Regions from separate parts of the Mus musculus genome. Here regions 1 and 2 are each linked to region 3. The links are chromatin contacts, called in public targeted proximity ligation maps. All regions are on one chromosome and are shown on one strand. The core of a region is the stretch at or near the end of the contact, and the rest is flanking DNA. Distances in the headings are between cores, read along the strand shown. Region 1 has its middle 7.1 kb from the start of Batf2. Region 2 overlaps Ehd1 (EH-domain containing 1). Region 3 has its middle 12 kb from the start of Ccdc88b.

Region 1 (3,314 bases), core at 452-2,951, 710 kb before region 3:
ATAGAGACCGTGGGTTTGTGTGCTCCTGATGAGGACAGGAGAGAGACATGGGACAGGGAGGGTTGGGTGAGTGAGGAAGAAGGCGAGACCTGTCGAGGGCTGGAGACAGCTCACAGCTTACAGTGCAGGCATGTGGACTTGAGTTGGATCCGCACAGCCCACAACAATAAATGAAACAAAACAAAAAACCCAAGCAAACTAAAACCTCATAGGGCCTGGTGACACTTATCCAGAGGCCTACTGGTCATCTAGCTCAGCCTAATGGGCGAAGTCCAGTCTCGGTGAGAGACCTGTACTGAGACCAAGGTAAAGCAACTGGAGAGATGGCTCAGTGGTTAGGAGTGTTTACTGAAGCCACAGAGCACCCGAGTTCAGTTCCCAATACCCATGATGGGTGTATGGATTCTAACCACTTGTATCTCCAACTCTGGGAGATCTGACTCCCTCTCTGGCTTTGACTTGAAGTCGCCTCCTCTTACTGACCGTCAGTTTCCCCAGCTATAAAGCCAGGAGATTTCGTAACTGGTCCTCCCTGGCTTATATAAGTCCTCAAGAGTTGCTTCCCCAGTCCCTGACCAGCAATCAGCTGCCTAAAATGGTTCCCTTCAGCAAGCCTTTGCCTTCCTGTGTGTGGATGACTCTCAAGACCTTGCTGCTCAGTTCTAGCTGATGGCAAGGAATGGAAAGAAATGGGTCCGGATGAAAGTCTTTGCAGGGGCTAGATAGACAATTTCTAGGGTCCTCTGGGGTGACCACCTCTCTACCAGCCTAGCCCAGATGCTTCCGAGTCCATCCCTACCCTCTTGGCACCGTCTGAGGTGCTGGGTTGGCTGACAGCAGCCTCTTGTGTTGGGCCCTGGGAATTGCTGGCCTCCCTGGAAAGGGCAGTCTTCATTCCACTCCAGCCGGGCCTCTGGTTGCTTGCCCCTTGCCCCTTGCCCCTTGCCCCTCGCTGGCTGCTTTCCAAGGACAAGAACAAGGAGACTCACTCTTCCCGAGCACACCAGTGACCACCATCCGTGTGTAGCTTCAGTCATGATCGTAGCTCTGGCACAGAGAGGGGAATTTCATTTCATTTATTTATTTGTTTGTTTGTTTGCTGGCTGGTTGGTTTTTCAAGACAGGATTCCTCTGTGTAGCATTGGCAGTTCTGGAACTCACTCTGTAGAGACCAGGATGGTCTCGAACTCACAAAGCTCTCCCATGTGCTGGGATTAAAGGCATGCACTGCTTCTCCTGGGTAGGATTTTCATTTTATAGACAAGAAAACTGAAGCCCAGAGAAACTAGGCCTTGGCCAAGGTCACAAAGGCAAAAAGGCTTTGGGAGAGAGAATCTAAGAGCTGGGGTCGCAGCCACCACCTCCACAGCTCTGCTGTTTATTATTTAAACTTCCTGCCCTCCTCCAGAGGTTCCAGTGACCTTCCTGGAAATCTATGCGATTTAAGGAAACCACAGCAAAGTGCAGGCAATGTGTCCTGGGCAGCAGAGGGCTCTGCAGAGAGCTCAGCTCTGCTGAGCACCCGGGTGTACCATCTCCCACTTCCTCTCAAGTGGCAGGGCCCACCACCAGGAAAGGACCGATGACAGGGACAGGGGTGACATCATAGAACCACATAGAACTGCTGTTACCTACCCCATGGGAGGCCTTCTCATTAGCCATCCGTGACTAGTGTGCTGAAACTGAAAGTGGCCCTTCCTGGCTTATGGTCCCCAGGAGTTGCTTCCCTATTCCCTGACCAGCAATCTGCCTAGAATCGTTCCGCTCCGCAAGCCTTTGCCTTCCTGTGTGTGGATGACTCAACACCTTGCTTCCCAATTCTGGCTGATGGTAAGGAATGGGAAGAAATGGGTCAGGATAAAAGTCCCTGCAGGGACAGGTGACACATGCTTCAGTACTTGGAAGGAGGATCCAAAATTCAAGAGCTGGGGCTGGAGAGATGGCTTGACAGTTGAGGGCACTGACTGCTGCTCCTTTAGAGTCAATTCCCAGAATCCGTATGGTGGCTCACAAACATCTGTAACTCTAATTCCAGAAGGTCCTCTTCTGGCCTTCTTGGGTACCAGGAATGTAGGGGCGTACAGACATATTTGCAGGCAAAACACAAATGCACAGAAAACAAAAAAATTTTTAAAAGCACTCCAGGCCATCCTTCGCTGCATAGCTAAGATGAGGTCAGTCTGGGCTGTGTGAGACCCAACAACGAACAACAAAGAGTCTGGGTCACCCTGGGGCTGGGAGAAAAAGGATTTCCTGGCGAGTGAAGCTCCCTAGATTCCTCGTGTGTGATTGCTCTAGCCTAGGATCCTGCCAGGACCCACTCACCATTTGCCCTTCTGGCAGCATCCTGATGGCCGTGGGGCTAACCACTTCCTCAGTTCTTGTCCCTGTGATTTAGAGAAGGTGAACCCCAGCTCCTGCCAAAGAGCGAGCCTGGGACCCTGGCTACGCCCATCTCATTGATAGCAAGAATGCACAAGAGACTCAAGTCAGACCAAGGAGAGAAAAGCCTGGGGAGAAATTGTCGTACCTATTGAGAAAGTGAGTGAGGACTCCCCCCTCCCAGTGCCGCTAAGCTGCTGCTGCTTGTGGGCTGCTTGTTAGAGTATAGCCAGGCCCACAAGTGTGTGTGTGTGTGTGTGTGTGTGTGTGTGTGTGCACACGCGCACATGCAACGCAGCTCCCCCCACCCCCTTTTTTTTGAGACAGGGTTTCTCTGTGTATCCCTGGCTGTCATGGAACTCACTCTGTAGACCAGGCTGACCATTCATAGAGATTTGCCTGCCTCTGTTTCCCAAGTGCTGGGACTAAAGGTGTGAGCCACTACTGACTTTTTCATTAAATATATAAATCCTTTCTTTTCTTGCACCCTGGAAAATTGGAGGGAGGGGCATAGGATCCTGTTAGGTAGCACAGGCTGGCTTAAACATGCGACTATCCTCCTTAGGCAAGACAGAAAGAGAAAACTATGGGACATGAAAAAGAAAGGCACACTTTACCCTGGATTCTAGTTGCTTCTTGCCAGCTGAGAAGCAAGAACAACACAAACATTTGCTATATGTGGGGCTGGAGAGATGGCTCAGCAGTTAAGATCAATTATTGTCCTCACAGAGGACAGCTCCATTCCCAGCACCCACATAAGTGACTCACAGCGGCCTGGAACTCCAGGCCATCTGGCTTTTGAGGGCACCTGTGCACACGTGGTGCATATGAAGTTGTGCAGGTACACATACAAATCTCTAAATAAAATGTGGTTCCGTGCATTTATTTATTATTGTATGAATCTGTGTGTGTGTGTGTGTGTGTGTGCATGC
Region 2 (3,165 bases), core at 587-3,086, 570 kb before region 3:
AGCATCTCAAAGTCGGGGGTGTTTACAACTGACTGGGTCGCATAGAGTGGGAGAGATAGCCACCAAGTGCCTATGGCCACTGACACAATCCCCTCAAGGCCAGAGAAGGTGCTTCCCAGCCATCCCGTCCCCACTGCTGTTTGCAGTGCGGAGGCTGCTGTCCCTACACTAGATCCCAGGCCCCCACCTCTGCTCAAGGCCAGTCATGGAATATTTGGGGGTGCCTTGGTCAGGAAACCAAGGCTGATGTTTTGTCCTTTACTACTGCCAAGTATCAGCCATTGTCACTCTCAAGTACCTGGCCAGGTGGCAGCCAGCCTATGGCATTTCCCATCGTCTTTACAGGGTCCTAGGCTGGGGGGTTTTCAGTATCTCCAAAAGTCTAGACATGTATGGCCACCTTGTGAGCTGAGCAGTTCTGAGAAAGGAACTCAATGAGAATATCATGAGAATTGGCCCAGGGTCCTAGGGAACTGTCAGGCAGCACTCAACTCTCACAGCCACAGGCCTCACGCCTGGAACCTCTGGTCTCCAGTGTCCTCCTCACTGCTCTTAGCCCTCTGCCTGCTTTTCCTGGAGGGAAAGTAACTCCTTGGCTTAGGCAGACAGAGGTGTGACTGAGCTTGTATGATCTGCCTGCCATAGCTTTCTTGGAAGAACCAAGTTGCCAACCCCAGGATTGAAAAGGACTGCCCCGGGCTGAGCAGGGAGCAGTGGGTGTGTTGAGGGGAGCTCTGGATGGAATTTCCCCATCTTGAGTCATCCTGGCCTGTTTTGATGGCACATGGCATATCACTCAAGTGGGATTCTACTTGGGACTTCCCATGTACTGTACAGATATATGTCTGGCAGAGGCTCATTCACAACTTTCTATGGCTCTGCAATGTGTTGCTTTTATTATCGGGAGGGGGCAGCTCGGGGAGAAAACAGGCAGAACTGCGTTGTAGTCCACTCTCTGCAGTCCTCACATAGTTCTTGACAAACCTCTGAGCCTCCTCTGACCACAGTAGATTTGGATGCATGAGAAGGGAGTGCCTCTAAGCACCCATCTTATGACAGACTCTAGAGTCGTTGTCTCTAGAATGTCACCATGACTTGTACAAGAATGGGTTGGAGAGATGACTCAGCAGTTAGCAGCACTCAGGCTCAAGTCCCAGCACCCCCAACTGTCTGTAACTTTAGCTCCAGGGGATCCAGAACCCTCACACAGGCATACATGTAGTCAAAACAGCAATATACAAAGAAGATAGACAGACAGACAGATAGATAGATAGTTTTTGCCAGGCCAGTGGTGGCACACACCTTTAATCCCAGTACTTGAAAAGCAGAGGCAGGAGGATTTCTGAGTTTGAGGCCAGCATTGTCAACAGAGTGAGTTCTAAGACAGCAAGGGCTACCCTGTTTTGAAAAACAAAAACAAGAAGGAGTGTCCATCTTCTGTGCCGTGTTAGAGGCACCCTTTCCTCCCCTGCCCGAGCACTGAGCTTGAGGCACTGGAGGCCTTGACAGCCCTGAGGGCAGCGTGCCAAGCAAGTCCCTGATGCCCACTGCTTCCTCCCTCAGGTCCATGCCTACATCATCAGCTCCCTCAAGAAGGAGATGCCCAATGTTTTCGGGAAAGAGAGCAAGAAGAAAGAGCTGGTGAACAACCTGGGAGAGATCTACCAGAAGATCGAGCGGGAGCACCAGATCTCCTCCGGCGACTTCCCAAGCCTGCGTAAGATGCAGGTACAGTCACCAGGCCAGCCTGCCCGGGGCTGGGTACCCAGCTCTATAGAACAGGGCCTCTACAAAAGGAAGCAGCTGGGTTAGTCACCAGTTCCCTATCTGAGTCAGAGTTGACCTAGGTCGAGACACTGACACGAAAAAGGGGAATGTGGTGACTCAGCTTTGGGGTGGGGCATGGCTGTTGGTGAATCTTCATAGCCCAGCAGGGATAGTGCAGTTGTGACCTCACGCAGAGTGAGGAGCTCAGGCCTGTGGCACTAGCTCAGTAGCCTGAACTGGTAGGTGGAAGCCCCACTCCCCTGCTTGGATAGTCTAGCTCAGTCTGGAGTCTGGAAGACTGCCCCATCTAGGCCTCTCCTTCCTTCTACACTCACAGGAACTCCTGCAGACCCAGGACTTCAGCAAGTTCCAGGCCTTGAAGCCCAAGCTGCTGGATACAGTGGATGATATGCTGGCCAACGATATAGCTCGGCTGATGGTGATGGTGCGCCAGGAGGAGTCCCTGATGCCCTCACAGGCTGTGAAGGGTGGTGCTTTTGATGGCACCATGAATGGGCCCTTTGGGCATGGCTACGGCGAGGGGGCTGGCGAGGGCATTGATGATGTTGAGTGGGTAGTTGGCAAGGACAAGCCCACCTATGATGAGATCTTCTACACACTGTCTCCTGTCAACGGCAAGATCACAGGTGCTAATGCCAAGAAGGAGATGGTGAAGTCCAAGCTGCCCAACACAGTGCTGGGGAAGATCTGGAAGTTGGCAGATGTGGACAAGGATGGCCTGCTGGATGACGAGGAGTTTGCCCTGGCCAACCACCTTATCAAGGTGAAGCTAGAGGGCCACGAGCTGCCCGCTGACCTTCCTCCACATCTCATTCCACCCTCCAAACGGAGGCACGAGTGACTTCCATGCCTGAGATACCCTACAACCCCCAGGGCTGCTGCCACTTTCTACCCACCAGCTCCTTGTCTGCCCAGGTGGGCTGGGGCCTGGAGGGGCAGAAATTGGGGGAGGGAAAGGGTCACCATTTTTCAAGGTCCATAAAGACTGAGCGGTGTTTCCTCAGCTCTTGAATAGGAAAACCACCATCTTTCTTTTAAAGCTGTTCCGGGGTTCAGCGGGAGGCATGGGTGATGCTTGGATATGAACAGTGGGATTTTGTGCACAGGAACCATGATATTTTTAATATATAACATTAGAGGCAGCCTTCTTTCTTGCCTCTTCTGTCTGACAGCCCCACACTCATCCTCTCCCCTATCCAAGCCAGGCACCTCTCCACCCCACCCTGGCACCCCTGTGCCCGATGCCCCAGGGCTGTGTAAGCAGGAGGTCCCTGCTCCTTCAGCTTGTTTTTAGACTGGGGCTCCCTCAAGGGCAGCAGGTTGTTTCCTGCTAGCCGTGTTCTGTGCTCCAGTCCTCTGCTGTGCTGTGGGGTGCAC
Region 3 (3,344 bases), core at 160-2,659:
TAAACTGCCAATGTTCCATTAGCTTTATATATATTTAACAATAATTTTTAAAAGTTTCTTTTGCAATATCAGAGCATAACCATAATTTTGGAAGACAAAACCAATTTTTAACAGTGTAAACAATCGAGTCTCTCTAAAATCAATACCAAGTGCATTATTTTCATGTTACAAAGTTTGGTGCCAGTTCTTGTATATGAATGCATGACAGTGCAACTTCTAATACCTCATTAAAGAAACATTGTTTTAAATTCTATCTTTTATAAGTCCGGTTTCTAGGACAGAAATTACATATTGGGTGGGGGAGCGTGTGGGGGACTTTTGGGATAGCATTGGAAATGTAAATGAAATAAATACCCAATTTAAAAAAAGAAATTACATATTATCCCAATTTAGAGACATATTTCCCTGGGTTGGCTCATGCCATGTGTTCTGTTGCCCAAAATGACTCCAACCCTGAGTTTCCAGGTTTTTTTTTTGGGGGGGGGGGTTGTTTTGTTTTTAATTTATTGACGACCTTCCCCAGTAGAAACACTGTTCCTTTTTTTTTTTTAAGGAAATTTATTGTTATATGTAAGTACACTGTAGCTGTCTTCAGACACACCAGAAGAGGGCATCAGATCTCATTACGATGGTTATGAGCCACCATGTGGTTGCTGGGATTTGAACTCAGGACCTTCAGAAGAGCAGTTGGTACTCTAACCGCTGAGCCATCTCTCCAGCCTGAGTTCCCAGTTTTAAGCCAACTTTCTGTTGCCAATGTTACAAAATTTTAACCATACCCAATAACTTATAAGCCAATAATCTGTAACCACATGCAGAACATATTTATACATTTAGGACCAGTCAGAAAAAAAACATGTAGCAGCTACCCATATTTACATATTTAGGTTAGACAGACAGAATTTTCTTAGTTTTTTTTCTAGCTGTAATTTCTTTTGTTGTTGTTGTTTCAAGACATGGTTTCTCTGTGTAGCCCTGACTGTCCTGGAACTTACTCTGTAGACTAGGCTGGCCTCGAACTCAAAAATCCGCCTGCCTCTGCCTCCCAAGTGCTGGGATTAAAGGCATGTGCCACCACTACCCAGTTCTAGCTGTAATTTCAAGAGAGGAACACCTTGTCACCTTCTAAACCCAATAGTCACAGTCAGATTTTTGTAGGAGAAACAGCTTCCTCACAGAGAAGTTTATGAAACACAGAGCAACAATCAAGAAACAAAATGAAACCACAGACATAAACTGACAGGCATGGACAGACTGGCACTCCAAAGATAGACATTAGCCAAAGAGGGAAGAGAACCAGATGTCTCACCAAAGGGACCCAGAACCAGGACTAGGCAGAGAGGAAGCCAGAGGACTAGGCAGAGAGGAAGCCAGAGGACTAGGCAGAGAGGAAGCAGGCAGGACGTCTCCTGACCTCCTCTTGACCCTAGGAGAGCGCTGGGAACAGCTTACTTTCACTTTCCTTCTCTTTCACCAAAGCGTGAAACACTTCCGGGAGGGGGGTGACTGAAACCCACTTCTCCCTCTCACGTCTAAACTCTCTCTGTCTATGGGAATTTTTTCAGGACCATGTGTTGGATAGTAAGTACCCTGTCATCCTCTCTCCTGCTTTCTTCCATGTCTGTAAATTTATCATATCTTCCTCAGGGAACCAGGGACAAATTTCTTTTTTTTTTTTTTTTTTTTTAGTTCTGAGTTTTTATTTATTTTTTTTCCATTTTTTATTAGGTATTTAGCTCATTTACACTTCCAATGCTATACCAAAAGTCCCCCATACCCACCCACCCCCACTCCCCTACCCACCCACTCCCCCTTCTTGGCCCTGGCGTTCCCCTGTACTGGGGCACATAAAGTCTGCGTGTCCAATGGGCCTCTCCAGGGACAAATTTCTATAAAAAGCAGAAACTGGGTAAGCTGTTTTTGACTTATTTTCACTCCTCTAGATTTTAGCCTCTGAGCATATGTACAAAAAGCATTCTATTACCCTGCCCATCTTACACAGGGTTTACTCACCACTGGCCCAGATTTTCTTTATTTTCTTATGCACTGGCTTCCAATTCCTGAGATGTCCTTCACTGAGCCCTCACATTGTGGTAACCACCTGACCCGGCCCACTCAGTCAGTCAACAAGGTCTCCAGGGAGGGATCGAGGATTAAAGAAAGAAAAGACAGTTAGACACGATGATAGTATAACTCTAACAAGCACCAAAGCAGGTTTATTTTTTCCCAAGCTGCTTTTATATCACTCTTAAGTACATGCAAAACAAAGGGTCAGTTCTTGGTCAAGGAAAAACAAGGTATAAACAAAAGTCCCGCAATCATTGTATCCAGACTTTTGAGATGATCAAGATAAAAGGAACACTTTCCTCAGCTGTATTTATCTTGAGCCCACTTTCTTGTCCTAAGCCAATGTCAAATATTCTTGCCAATATCCTTGAAGCAGCACCAAGAGCTCTCTGCATGCTTCAACTGTCCACAATAGCTGATTATGATTTGCCTCGTGCTCTAGCAGAAGCATAGTTTTGCCAGCAGATAATTTCTGTGACTGTGTGATATCTACAATTCTGGGGACTTTTCAGAAGTTACATAAATGCTAGGGTCCCCGTAGGTGGGTTGCTGGTTAGTGGTCATTTTAGGGAAGTTGGTTGTAGCTTGTTAATAGTCATGGTCAAGAAAGAAACAAAAAGAAAGAAATTAGATTCAGGGATTTTCCTAACTCCTCCCTTCTCTCTATCCTTTTTTCTCTCCTGTCTAGTGTTAGGAAGTGAAACGGGGTGGTGGGAGATAAAGGGCGGGAGGAAAAGAACCCACAATGTAGCAAGACCAGAGAACCCACAATGTAGTAAGACCAAAGAACCCACAATGTAGCAAAGACCAAAGAACCCACAATGTAGCAAAGACCAAAGCTAAAAGGAGGATCAGAAGTTCAAGCTTACCCTTATCTACGTAAGGACTTCAAGGCCAGCCTGGGCTACATGAAGTTCTGTTTTAAAAACTCTGGGATCTGTGGCACAGACTTCTAATCCCAGCCACAGGGGAAGCTGAAGTAGAATGATGTCAAGCTCAACCCCCGCCTCTGCTTTGTAGTTAGCAGGTTCTAGACTCTGTTTCAAAATACAAAGGTGGTGGCGCACACCTTTAACCCAGCACTCAGGAAGCAGAGGCAGTCAGATCTTTGGGAATTCAAGGCCAACCTGGTCTATAGAGTGAGCTCCAGGGCAGGCAGGGCTACACAGAAGAGACCCTGTCTGGCAAAAATGAAACCAAAACAAACAACCAAACAAGCTACGAGTTATCTATCAGGTTTGGCTTGGTCTGGGACAAGATATCACTGTATAGCTGGG

What was found.
Region 1: a contact with region 3 is called in a targeted proximity ligation map of large pre-B cells, with 4 times the contacts expected there. A contact is called at or near these places in 1 of 39 promoter capture datasets (liver) and 1 of 130 datasets of targeted methods (large pre-B cells).
Region 2: a targeted proximity ligation map of bone marrow-derived dendritic cells shows a contact between it and region 3, with 2.4 times the contacts expected there. A contact is called at or near these places in 1 of 130 datasets of targeted methods (bone marrow-derived dendritic cells) and 1 of 9 other capture datasets (liver).

The regions. Positions count from the first base shown.
Region 1 is chr19:6,155,705-6,159,018 of GRCm38.p6, forward strand. No RefSeq gene overlaps it. Among named protein-coding and RNA genes, the nearest start is that of Batf2, 7.1 kb to the right of the region's middle.
Region 2 is chr19:6,295,970-6,299,134 of GRCm38.p6, forward strand. Ehd1 (EH-domain containing 1) reads left to right here. Exons shown (of 5, transcript NM_010119.5): 4 at 1,564-1,728; 5 at 2,105-3,165. The coding sequence ends at 2,629. Among named protein-coding and RNA genes, the nearest start is that of Cdc42bpg, 8.9 kb to the right of the region's middle.
Region 3 is chr19:6,868,197-6,871,540 of GRCm38.p6, forward strand. No RefSeq gene overlaps it. Among named protein-coding and RNA genes, the nearest start is that of Ccdc88b, 12 kb to the left of the region's middle.